2 separate regions of the Triticum aestivum genome follow, and region 2 is linked to region 1. The links are chromatin contacts, called in public Hi-C maps. All regions are on one chromosome and are shown on one strand. The core of a region is the stretch at or near the end of the contact, and the rest is flanking DNA. Distances in the headings are between cores, read along the strand shown.

Evidence for each region. A called contact is a pair of places that touch in the nucleus more often than the background predicts.
Region 2: a Hi-C map of leaf shows a contact between it and region 1, with 6 times the contacts expected there. The contact joins the promoter of LOC123166626 here to the promoter of LOC123164422 in region 1. A contact is called at or near these places in 2 of 5 Hi-C or Micro-C datasets (both in leaf).

Annotation. Positions count from the first base shown.
Region 1 is chr7D:123,979,260-123,985,981 of IWGSC CS RefSeq v2.1, forward strand. LOC123164422 reads right to left here and starts at 3,052. Exons shown (of 18, transcript XM_044581892.1): 1 at 1,589-3,052. The coding sequence starts at 2,675.
Region 2 is chr7D:124,713,154-124,720,007 of IWGSC CS RefSeq v2.1, forward strand. It overlaps LOC123166626, which reads left to right and starts at 2,306. Exons shown (of 1, transcript XM_044584432.1): 1 at 2,306-2,871. The coding sequence starts at 2,314. The coding sequence ends at 2,652. It overlaps LOC123166625 (probable transcription factor At1g66420), which reads left to right and starts at 3,016. Exons shown (of 2, transcript XM_044584431.1): 1 at 3,016-4,093. The coding sequence starts at 3,149. The coding sequence ends at 4,087.

The sequences.
Region 1 (6,722 bases), core at 1,802-4,301:
TTATTCTTCATACCAAGGCAAAAGGTTTTTTTCATGAAGCGCAACATCTGAAACCCCTAAAACCCCCATAGTTGAAAATAAAAACTCTTACACTGGCAATTTCTATCACCACAGGAATGAGTCACAGTTAGACCACGATGACTAGCCTGAAGAAATAAAATCCACTTGACATGCTAACTTAAATCATGTAATAGCTATTATATGACATCCCAGAGGGCTAGTATTCACTATGCATGCTCTCAAGTTTCTGAGATTTCAATCAGAAAATGAATCTTCTTATAATGGCAGTAGCTCTTGTGCTCTTGATTTTTCACCAAGTTACTTCCGTCGAAGCACTTGGTGCTATTTCTAGTTATTTATGATGTTATTAGGGCATACTACCATCATAGCTAAAATATTGCATATACTCAAGTGTTACTACTCATGCACCCATGCAAAACAATTTAAACTGTTGGCTAGTTTACATATATGCCTGTGCATGGATCTCCCCTCCCTAAAAAGCATTTTGAAGAAGCGTGTTCCTTAGGTTGGCTCCCAGGATGGGGGGATTAGAAATTTTAGAAGCATGTATTTCTCAAGTTAATATCAGCACACATTACACTTTTCACAGAATCAACCAAACAAAACACACACATTTCGAAATTCAGATCAGATCACCTCACCTAGATAAGAGCCATTTTAGGCAACAAGATATGCACAAAGAGCAGAACAAACCTAGGGGAACCCGTAGGCCTTTTGCCATTAACAGTCTCCATGATTGTATCATTCCAGAAAAACTGAATGTTTTTACGGCCATGTACAACCAAAGTACCATATTAAGTATGCTTGTCAAATAAAGCAGGTCACTAATTTTCCAAGAATATTGAACGGAAGGCAATTTAATCTCATCAAACACCGTGTTTCTTGTCCTACACAATCTATATGTTCTTAAATTAAAATCTGTAGGGTTGTGTTACATTCCATCGTCAACAGTGGTATATATACAGATTGCAATGTCCCGAAAAGCAGTAAAAGTCTAATCATCAAATACCGCAGTTCGAACAGCTAAATTCTTAGTTGGAACACAATCCTCAAGATGCAAAGCCTGCCTATGATCGATATTGGCAAGTATTATGCAACCTTGCAAAGCCTTCTGCCAGCAGATTAGGGTGATTAATAGTTCAACATGAAACAGCTTTTTTGCAGGAATTATGAATTTGCTTCTGCTGTTAGTCTCTGAACCGGTTCTACTCTGTCTCCTAGGAAGTAATCGCAACAAACCAGCAAATCAAACAATACTCTGGTCTAATTCTGATTCTGCTCGATCCCTGTGAATTTGCCAGTTATTAACTATAATAAATCATTTCAGACAACACGTGGTAAGTTTATGATAGACCTTACCACAAGAAAGCAAGGAAGGGACAAGGGGGAAAAGGTACCATTTCAGTGAGACAAAGCAGCATAAGAAGAAAGAAAACTAGGTGAAATATTTAGGAGTAGAATTTCACTATAGAGCGATGCCGTGAGGTGCAATGTATCCCATAAATTAGAGGCTTTCTGGTATACACAAGGACCACACTTCTACATGTGACAGAGTGGAAATACATACCATGGCTACATCGAACACATGCACCACGCATAATCTTGCAAATAGTGCAGACCATTTTTGTCCGCTTCTCTGGGATGTCTTCGATATTTGCGATAGGTTCCATTGAGTCCATGTCCTCTACAAAAACCTCCGGTGACCATAGACTACAGAACAAGTGTGCAAAATTCAGGTTGCCCCCATTTGCAATTCCACCAGGCTCACATTTTACAGGTTTCAAAGCACCTTTCTCCGTTGAGCAAAGCACACAAGGCATAAACGCAATCCTGCCTGCATCACTCTGTGTCAACCTCCGTTCACACAAGGCACACATCCAATAGCCATCTGGCTCGACCTGCACACCATAACACTTCTGGTGCACCGACACCTTGCAGCGATTGCACTGGAGCATCCTATTGGATGCAGCATCACTCTCTCCCAAACAACATACATCACACTTTGAACCAGAGTCACCTTCTAAGGGTGGCAGGACCACAAGCTGCTCAAGCCCAGCATCTGCACCCAGCAGCTTCCTCTTCTTGTTTGGGCGCTCCGAAGTGAGCACAGCCCGTCCTCTTGCTCCTAGGAGCCAACTCAATGAGGAGTCCGGATTCTGGCTGAGGCCTGGTAAAACAACACCATCTCTCTTGCCTGGATCTAGTTCAATTACCAGCGGCTGCTCGTCTTGGTGCAAAATCACCTCCTGCATATCCCGTTCACAGTGCTCTCCACTGGTCCCATTGCTATTGACTAGCTCCACACTGTTCCAAACAAAATCTGAGCTCTCATGTGGATCATGTTTGCTATGCACCATGCCGTTCTCCAACTCCATCGAGTTGGAACTCGAGTTTTCGGCGACCACGGCCACATCAGACGGATCAACATGCCTCCGCAACACTTTCTTGCCGCTGCCCACAAACGGCACAAGAAGGCATGGATCGAGCCAGCTGGAACTGGAGAGAGGCTTGGGCTCTGCCATCTCCAAATCCTGCAACGTCATATCCCGGAAATAAGGCTCCATCCTGTCCCAGAAAGCATTGGATCTCGCTTTGGGCTGCTCCACAGCAGCTGCCGGCTCCGGCGGCTGAGCCTTCTTGTGCTTCCTCCGCATGTCGCCGACCACCGCCCATCTGGCGACCCGGGCGGGCAGCAGAGGGTTCCGGGCCGCCGCCTCCTCGCCGTCGAACGGCGAGCGCAGCGACAGCGCCTTCCTGGCCTGCTCGGACGTGCCGACGCCGCCAGCCTCCGGCGAGGCCCCGGCGGCCGCGTCGTCGTCGCCGGCGAGTGGCGCATCGTCGCCGGCGTCCGGGGAGGACGGGCCTGCGCCGGCGTCGGCGGCGGGCCGAGCTCTCCGGCGAGGCGCCACGGCGGTCGTGGGGGCGGAAAACCTCCGGGGGCTAGGGTTTCTCTCGGGTCACGATTTTTGGGGGAGTTCAGATCCGCCAGCGGGAGGGAGGGAGAAAGATGGGAGAGAGAGACGGTTGCTTTTCCTTCCCTGTGTAAAAAAAAATCGCGGCGCCCGTTTGTCTGTCGCGTCCCACCGTGTCGTCGTAGTGGGCTGGGCCTCGGGGCCGTCGTGCTCGTGCCTCGTGAAAAGTGCCCTCGCCGTAAACGCCACGGGCACCCCGAGGCGACTCGCGCGCCTGCGCACAGCCTGGCTGCGCGGGCGGTCCCGCGTTGTCAGTGAGGGAGGTTGCGTCGCCGGAGCGATTTCGTCGAGGGGATATACCCCCTGACCCGGCTGCGGCTCTGTGTTTCGTCACGGGATTCGGTTCTAGTTGCATGACTGACGTGTGGTCCCGGCTGCCGCTACGTGTCCGCGGATCCTCGGTTCGGTTACCGGGTTGGCGGGTAGGTGACGGGACGCGTGGTGGCCTATGACTCGAGGCGGGCCCACTTGGTGTGCTGGGCGGGCGACTGCGCGCACGTACGCCTGCACGGCCACAGATTTGGAAACGGTTGGGGCCTCCCTTTCACGTGATGCGGGTCAATGGCAGGTGGGGCCCGGGTCTCCGTCTTTATGGGAGCCGTTGGACTGCGCGGTTCTGCTTCGATACGCACAGAGTACCAACAATGGGGCTGGCCCATTTCGCCAATCCACCAAGTGGACCTCGGCCGAAATGGTGAACACACCGGCCGGGTTCGGGCCCGTAAAAGCTTCGACAAATCAGTAGAGGTTTTATATTCAAATATGATTTTTTTTCTAGGTTATTCATTTGCTTTGTAGGATTAGAGCTTGCAATTTTCTCATTCATATAATAAGGAAAACACTCGCCTTCAGCCGGCGGATCGCACCCGGGTGTCCGCCGTCTCATATGTGCGGCACGTGTCCTGCGCGGCTCATCTAGAATTATCTCTTGTGTTTTTGTAACTGAGCTCTGGTTGCAGGATCTAGATCCTTAGGGTTTTTGCTCGCGCAGTCGAGGTACCCGCCGCCGCTCCCTATCTTCCTCTCGCTCCACTCGCCGCGCCGCCGCATCTAACGGCACCGCCCTCTTGTTGCAATTTGGAAGCCACCGTCGCTGTCGAGTTGTGCATCGCCGCCACCGCCTGGATCTGCTCGTCACCAACCCTTCTTTGCACCTCGCCGTTCGTCCCATGTCGCCGGCATGTGTGCTGCTGCCGATTACCAGTTCACCGCCTCTGCCTGGAAAAAAGAATTCTGCAACATCACCTTTGTTGCAAAAATGTTTCTGCAACAAGAACTATGTTGCGAAAAATTCTGCAACAAGTCCTCTGTTGCAAAAAAAACTTGTGGCAAAATATTTCTGTTACAAGGCTTCTGTTGCAAAAAAAAATTACAACATCACCTCTGTTGCAAAAGTTTATACAACACGACATATGTTAGAAATGTTTCTGCAACACCGCTCTTGTTGCAAGAGAGGTGACGCACATGGATGAGTAGATCGGACGGCTCCCCGCATAAATCCAACGGCCAGCCAGGCAGCGGATGTTTTATAGTTATCCACCGGCTGACGCGCCCCCATATAATAAAGGGTTGGGCATTATTTATTTACTAGTACAAATGCCCGAGCATTGCACCGGGTGAAAAAAAGGCGCACAGTCTGCTTTATGCGCCATTTTTTATATCCAATTTTAATAAACATTAATAATAAGGTTACACTGATTATTGCTTTTTGTAGAATGAAGTTTGGACATGAAGAAGCAACTTAGCATTCTTTGTCTGATGGAAGAGTAGTTTTGGATGGAATAGTATTCCATCAGTTTTTTTCTTTGAGAAAATGCGAAAATTTCCTTATTTTTAATAAAATTCACAAAAATTGGGACACTTTTAAGGAAAGCTAACGTTTTTATGGAAATTGGAGCATTTTTGTAGGAACTTTTTTTTTGAACAGATGTCTTTTTTTGAAAAAGAAATTTTTATTATTTTAAGTTTTTTATACTTTAAAATGAAAAAAATAGAAAAATGGAACTTTTTTGGGAATTTTGAACCTTTTTAAAAGTGTGAGCATTTTTCTTTAAGTGTAAACATATGTAAAACTGTGAACATTTTTAAACTATTTTACTATGTCGAATTTTTCTCCAGATAGTTGGTTGTTTGCTTGAGAAGAGTTTATCCTTTTTCTTAAAAAAATTTGCTAGTAAACATACCCATGCATTATAATGGGAAAAGAAAATATCAAACGTATTTAAATACCCAACAACGACATCACAACCTATACGGCGTTGGCATCGACGAGCGCAAATCCCCCCTCTGATCAACCTCCCGCTCGATATCGCCTGAGCAGCCATGTTGTGCGTAAACGTGTTTGCCATGCGAGCTCTACCCCAACCTTTTCATCTAGCCTCTCGTGTCGCTCCTCCATGCCGCATTGCTGTCAGCACGTATGCTTCCTCGGTTGTTGCTTCGTGTGGATTGCTGTCTCATCAAACTTGATATTGTACTGTTTGGTTCAACTCCACAATCTTTTGTGTGTTCGTACTGCTCGCGGAGCGTTGAGGGGTGGCTAATATTTTCCATGCTAGATGTGTTATTCTCACGATGAGTGTTTATTCACTTGTCATTGCACGAGAGTAAGGCAAAGGTATTAGGGATGCCTAGTCCTGAAATGAAAAATGAATTTACTTTATGTTGTCAAATAATAAATTTCTTGGAAACTGTTGGTATGAAAGGAAACCGTGGATACGGCTAGCCATGGAAAGTGAAAGTATGGTGGAAAAAGGAATAAACTTTATTTCTATTTGAGAACCGTCTATGATATATCTAGCATGGAAAGTGTTGGGAACTCTAAGTCGTTTTCGTTGGTGGGAAAGGCACACCTCCCAAAATGTTTTTATCTCTAAGTTTTTCGCTTTGAGCTCTGGCACCTCTACAAATCCCTACTTCCCTCTGCGAAGGGCCTTTCTTTTACTTATGCAATTTTTATTTTTGAGGGCCTGTTCGGTAACGCTTTGGCAACCAGCTTCTCCAACTCCATGATTGAAGCTGAGCCGAACGCTTTGACTCTGCGAAGTTTGAAATTGAGAAGCCAGCTGCCAGCCTAGTGTAAAAACGGAGGAAGTTGGGAAGCTGGCCTTTCCCAGCTCTGAAAATTAAAGAAGCAAGAGTTGAGACATATTACGATCAGATGCCACCGCTAAGTGAGTCTGTAGCGTACCGGTTCGCTCATTCTTTCTCTCTCTCCTGATATGTTTCTCTCCTACATGACCAGATGCACGGGAAGATGTCACGGGCAGCGAACGGGCTCAAAGCCTAGTCTATTTTCCCCAAGCCAGACTGGGCCACATGCGCTTAAACGGGCCGAAGGCCTGGTATAGCGACCAAATCAAGAAGCTGGTGTGTCGAACGTATCCGAACGATTTTCCAGTCGCTACGTGAAGCGAGAAGCCACGGGAGAAGCCAGATTTGGGAAGTTTTTGAGAAGTTGGGAAGTTTTTGAATTTGAGTCTCCATCTTCTCTTATAAAAGCACCAACTATGAGGCAATATGATCGTACTTGAGTATTGGGTGTAGTTAATATGCGAGTGTGTTTCATGAATGGATCAATGATTGAGCATAATGGATTAGGAATAACTTATTTTAGTGTTGATATTTTGAAAGACTTGGTTGCTTGTTGATATGCTTGAGTATTTAAGTTATCATGTCAAAACTAGACTATTGATTTGAACAATATAAAAGTCCAAATGTCCATGCTAT
Region 2 (6,854 bases), core at 1,056-3,555, 730 kb after region 1:
GAGATTTATTTTGGAATATATGTGGTTTTTTGGAGTTGGAATCAACGCAAACGGGGGCCCACAACCACCACAAGACACCTGGGCACGCCAGGCAGCCCAGGCGCGTGGTGGTGGGTTGTGCCCTTCTCGTAAGTCAGTTGGAGCTCTACTTCGGGCGCAAGGAAGCTTATATCCAGAAAAAATCGTGTTAAAATCTCAGCGCAATCGGAGTTACGGATCTCTGGGAATATAAAAAACGGTTTTCGGCCAGAAAACAGGAACATGAAACAGAAGAGAACAGAGAGGGAGATCCAATCTCGGAGGGGCTCCTGCCCCTCTGCCGCCGTGGAGGCCATGGACCAGAGGGGACTCTCCTCCCATCTAGGGGGAGGCCAAGGAAGAAGAAGGAGGGGGCTCTCTCCCCCTCTCTCCCGGTGGCGCAGGAGTGCCGCCGGGGCTAGGATCGTGACGATGGACTCCAGGATGGCCTGCTGCTCCGCCATCTCATCGGACTGGGTGACGGCGAACTCCGCCTCCGCCTGCTCCATGTTGAAGCCCGACAGCTTCAGCTCCGGCTGCTCCCCCTCCTCCCCCTCCATCGGAGCCACCTCCTCCTCTTCCCCCGGCTGCTCCTCCTACTCCCGCTCCGGCGAGTCCGGAGGCAGCCCGACAGCGACACGGGCGGCGCACGCGGCTTGTCTCGCCCGGGTCTCCGGCTGGATCTCGTAGCGGCGCTCCGGCGTGAGCATTGTGTAGGTGATCTTTCTCCGGACCATGGCGGAGCGCCGTAGCGTGTGCAGAGCGCTAGAGCGGGAGAGGAAGGAGGTGGATGGGCTCGAACTGGCGGCACAGAGAGGGGGAGGTGGATGGACTAGGGTTGCGGGACTCCGACCGGGTTAAATAGGCGCATTTGCTCTCGGGCGGCGAGCAGGAGCGGCGCCACGCGGCGTTTCCGTCGGACCGCCGGGTTTCTGGGCGAGTCTGTGTGGGACCCGTTCGTCCGTCCTAGATAGCGGGCGTGCCCGGGCGCCCTCATATCCGCCCCATATTTAGGCTGGATATGAAGGGTGTCGGTCAGCCCGGGTGTTTGAGGCCCGTTTGTGGGGGGCGTCGTGGGATGGAGATTCGAACCATTGACCTTCTCTCTGGTAGCCTGCAACGGAAGGAACGTGATGACCAACTGCGACAACTAATTTTTCTGAACAAATTAGAGTTGCGCTCTATTTGTATATGCTCTTCAACCTATAATTAGATCAGGATTGGGCCTGGGCCGTTGCTCTTGTGGCTGGGCCGCGTGCACATGGCTTCATCAACGTACAGAAAATAGAGCCCACCCTACAGTATTAATGTCTTTGGATATTTCATGTTGAATAATCCCACATGGCTCCAATCACATTACTTTCACTAATTTATACTCCCTCCGTAAACTAATATAAGAGTGTTTAAATAACTACTTTAGTGATCTAAACGCTCTTATATTAGTTTACAGAGGGAGTAGATGTTTAACAACATTGTATGGTGTGAGCTAATTAAAAGGACTTCTTCACATGGAAGAGGGGAAGTGCTTTGGAGGCTTGGAGGCTGCGTGATACATGGGATATATTGAAAATTCGCTTAAGAAGTTGTGGCTCATATGTGATGCAAGAGAGGTGCTTTGGTTGGGCTTAATATCACAAAACCCCACAACACCGGCTTGATACATGAAATTTTTATAATTTTTTCATCTTCTCTGCTCTATCTTCTAAAAAAATATGCAGTTGATATGTGTTTTCTGTAGAATTTGGTGTGCAACTCCCTGTCACCAGATAAGACAGAGCGGATGCTACACTGTTCATGCCAACCGAAGACATGCCCTGTTTCAACTTCCGTCCGGGCTTCATGCTCATTCACTCCAACACCAGAGATAGAGATCAACATCACGAACGGTTGTGGACGTCTTTGCGATGCCGTTTTCAACACCTCAACTCTGCGCTCATCCATGCCGGCACTATGTTCAAACCGCATTGTCGCCTGATTCGTCGCAACAGTGTTTGCTCCGATCATAAACATGCTTACATGTTGCATTCAAGTAGGACGGTGTAAGGACATCTTTTCTCCCGTTGCAACGCACGGGCGTTTTGCTAGTAAAATAAAAAATTTGGGAAAAGTCAACGAGGGCGTGAAGCTTTCTCCCTGCTCACCGAAAGGCGCCGCAACCATCCAAGCTGGAATGTCGAATCTCCTCTCCCGCAAGAACAGAACACATACGCAGCGCAGTCGACCACCTCCCGTGTGTATATATATATAACTCCAGCCCGACCAAGGTGCACAACACGGAGAAAGAAACGGTACCACATGGACGCGCTCTTCGAGCAACTCTCCGCCGTCGCCGACATGGCTCTCGACCTCGACGGCCGGGGCTTCGACCCAGAACAGCTCGCCGGCGTCCTCGCGCTCTTCGAGGGCGAGGCGCACGCCTCGTGGGCGGCGGCCGAGGCGGAGTACGAGGCGGTGGCCCGCGGCACCGAGGCGGCCGTGGCGACCGCTCAGGGCCACCTGAACGCCGTCATGGGCGCGGCCGTCGGCAAGTACCGCGGCTCAGCCGGCGAGGCCGACGCGCTGTCCGCGGCCATGGCGGCGATGGATACGGCCTTCAAGGCAACGTCCGGGACACATCCCTCCTCACGCCCGTGAGATCGAGCGGGAAAGATCTGTGCGCGCACGCACCGCAAGACCGGTCGATATGCTCCATGAGCATGTACGTATGTGCCTGGCTGCATGGCTGGTCTATGAGACTATGACTATGATGATGTACTCGTATGGAAACCAGAGCACCTGTGTTTGTTGACCTCGTGTTCATGGCTGTGCGCATCGGCATGTGTGGTGTCATTTCCGAACGGATGCACACGGTCCGTGGTGGCTCCGTGCCGTTCGTGCACCGCCAGACCAGGTGCGACCTGCGAGTGCACGGGTCCAAGTCCAACAGGTGGCGACAGTGAACCGCGAGCGGAAAACCCGCTCCTTGCCAGTTTCCGGCGCAGCAGCGCGTGCTGCCACTCCGACGCCTTCCTCGGCGCCTGCCCCGACCCCCGCACTCCCCTCCCCTTCCGCTTCCCCCAGATTCCCAATCCCCCCCAAACCCCGCACCCAAAATTCGAATCCCGCGCCTCCCCCTCGCCCTCCGCCGCCGATGCCCTCCTCCAAGCGCCCCTCGCCGCGCGCGTCCGCCGAGATGGAGGACGACGCGTCCGCCGACGCCGACGCCGGCCTCCGCGCCTCCCCGCCCCGCCCCAGCAAGCGCTCCAAGTCCCGCTCCCGCTCCGGCGACCGCCGCCGCTCGCCCAACCCTAACCCTAGGCCCCGCGCCGACTACTACGGCTCGGCGCCCTCCCGCAAGAGCGAGCGCAAGCGCAAGCCCCGCTCCTTCCCGGACTCCGCCTTGCTCTCCCAGGCCATCGCGCCCGCCTCTTCCTCGGGCGGCGGCGGCGGCGGGCTCGGCCTCGGCGGCCACGGGGCCGCCCAGAAGCTCTGGACCGACGCCGACGAGATCGCGCTGCTCAACGGCGCCATCTCCTTCCGGGCGCGCTACGGCATCGCGCCGCGCCTCCCCGACGTGGAGGGGCTCTACGAGTCCCTCAGGGACTCCCTCTCGTCGCACATCAACCAGGCCAAGGTCTACTACAAGCTCAAGCGCCTCAAGAGCAAGTTCTGCAACACGGCGCTGCCGCCCACCAGCACCCCGCACGAGCGCCGGGTGCGCGCCCTCTCTGCTGACCTCTGGGGCACCGAGGTCGCGCCTTCAGCAGAGGATCTCCCAGAAGCAGAAGAGCCCGAGGAGGAGGACGCAGATGACGAATATACTGGCGCGGATGTGCCTTTGGCGGTGTCGGTGAGGCTGCCCTTGGTCAGCGAGCTGCTAGGTGAGTACTGGAGGAGGAACGGGCGTGCCATGTCAGGAGTGTCACTGGAGAAGGGTTTGGGGTTGCTTGGTGCAGAGGAGGGCAATGTAGCCGAGACTAGATGGAGGAGGCAGCTTGATGCCGAGATGCGCACACAATTGCGCCGACATGATTTGGCAAAGGAGGTCTTCAGCTTGCTCAGCGACACCATCAAAGGCCTAGGGCCTTAGCCCGGGGTACAATTCCCACAATCTCCTGCCCTCTGTAAAACAGAGTGTTTTTCTTCTGCACTTTAACTTGCCTTGAACTAATTTGGTTTCATTTTCTGCTTATCGTCAGTTCAATACTGGATTAAACTAGAGTGTTTTGTTCAAACTTAAAGTCGTGAATTGGCATGTTGATTGAAGTGCACACTTTTGGGATTAAACTCGAAAATAAGCATGGTTGTCTTGTTATGTAAAATTGTACTGGTGGTAGGAGTTCTCTTCCCCATTGGTTAAACAGCCATTTTCTATTCTAAGATCATTACATAGGAAGTTTTGGCATATTCTTGATAAGCTAATTTAGGAGTTTGGATTTGTAAGCGTTGAAGCCACTGGATGACATTCTGTTGAACACTAGTATGGTGTGTTCACTATTGTGATTCAGTTGTCCTCCGTGATACTCCCTCCGTTCCAAAATAGATGACCCAATTTTGTACTAAAGTTAGTACAAAGTTGAGTCATCTATTTTGGAACGGAGGGAGTAGCTTGCATTTCTATTTTGCTATGCTTAGCAAAGTAGAATTGTATTAACAATTTGGTTTCTTGCTGTCCTATCTCTAAGATCATTACATTAGGAAGTTGTGGCATATTTTTGATAAGCTAGTTTAGGAATTTGGATTCATAAACATTGAAGCCACTGGACGACATTCTGTTGAACACTAGTATGGTGTGTTCACTAGTGTGATTCAGTTGTCCTGCATGATAGCTTGCATGTCTGCTGTACTATACTTAGCAAAGTAGAATTGTATCTGCAATTTGGTTTCTTCCAGTCCTATCTGTGGCATCACAGTAGGCAGCTTACTTTTCTGCGAGCATCAAGTTTGCACCCCTTTTCTAAAATCATGTCACACTAGTATGGCGTGTTTACTATTGTGATTACGTTGTCCTACGTGATACAGCTTGCATGTCTGCTTTACTACAGATAGCAAAGTAGAATTGTGTCTGCAATTTGGTTTCTTCCAGTCGTATCTGTGGCATCAAAGTATTCCACTTCCTTTTCAGCGAGCAGTAAGTGTGCACAACTTTTTAAAATCCTGTTGCACTAGTGTAACTAAAGATGGGAAGGTTTTCTATAGACCTATACTGAAGCTGGTCTGAGAAAGTTGTGATTCCTTCTGGATTGAGCTTATTATGTTATATTGTCTGTTTCTTGTGAGTTTAGCAGTGTGTTAAATTACAACATAATAATGTGTTAGTCTAGTTTAGTCTACCCGCAATGTGGAACTATACTGGCGGTTTGATTTCTTTCCCATCCAAGCTGTACCTTCCCATCTTGGTTATAAGATATCATTTCATGAGCACAGTTTAGTGTAGTCTCGATGTGCTAGGTTAGGCATGGATTAATTTGAAACTGTTGGTATAAATCTTACTGGAAATATGCACGTCATGTTAAAGTATTGGGATTTAGGTTTTCAAAATGATGGTAGACTCGTGCTTTCTCTGCTTGCAAAGCAGGACTGTGTTTGTAGTGTGGTTTACCCTCAATGGCAAGTCAACAAAAATGAAGTATTTGAAGCAAGTCAAAATGGAGTTGATATGATTATGAACTATCATTTTCTCCAAGTATTGCTTTTGGTAGGATGAGCGAAAGCTATTCTTTGTGCTAGCTAGGCTTCCTTGCTAAGGCAAAGGTAGGATGTCTTAAAGTGTCATCATTTTGGACAATACATGGCACATGGCATTGCTGATTCAAAGAAAAGTATTTGCCGACCTAGGATAGAGGACCCAACAATTGTATCTGTGTCATAAATCAACTAAACTGATGCTTAACAGTCGAATGCCTTTCGTGCACTTTGTACATCCCTACTCTGTGGTGCTGCATGAGTAGTGCTGCAGGATGGCGTTTGAAGAGAAAATTGACTCTTGGATTTTGGTCTAATTGTCAGATGTAAAGCAAATTGATCAATTATGCATGTCCAATATGTTACATATGCATTATTTGCACACATTAGTGTGACAGCTTAATAAAATTAGGCACAACATGGTTCATTTTTAGCATTTGAATAGGAAAGATTGCCCGGATCCATCATGTTGTTTTCGTACCAAGCCACAAGGTTACTGTGGCTGCTTCTTTAGGCAAGGGGAGGGCTGCTTGGCCTGAGGTGCCCTTGAAACATTCATGGAGCCACCAAATCATTGCTTTTCTAGTTTTCTTTTTGTACCTTGGACTTTCATCTCCATGGGTTTCTTTGGTCTCACCCAGACATGTGGTCCTAGCTTAGCTACTTGAATCCGAATGCATGGGGCATGGGCACGTAGAATGGTCATCTACCATCTAGCTCCCTTTCATGGTGGTTCACCATAGTCCAGAAAACACCTCCTTTATATCTGTGTCATCTTAAGTTTGAACCAATAACATTACCTTATTATGTTGAATGGACCAACATCACATTGTAGGATTTGCCATGCAGAGAGTTGCGTCCTCCCGAGATCAGTTGCAATGATTTAGTTTTACCTTGTGTTTGCATGCTACCTTTGTTGCGTGGGCACTCTTATTTTACCTTGGGTTTGCGATGCTAAGCACTCTTATTTTGACATGGTATTGGTATGTGGATGTGAATGGGATCAGTGATGTTAGTTCCCATATGCACAAAGTGTGTTACCATTTTACCCTTTAAACTCAGGTTCAGCGCGCATTTTTTAATGTGTTCCATATTTTACGTCAAGGCAACTATTAATACCCACCATAGGGCTTTTTTTTAATAACCAAAACATTTTGTTTGTACAATACACA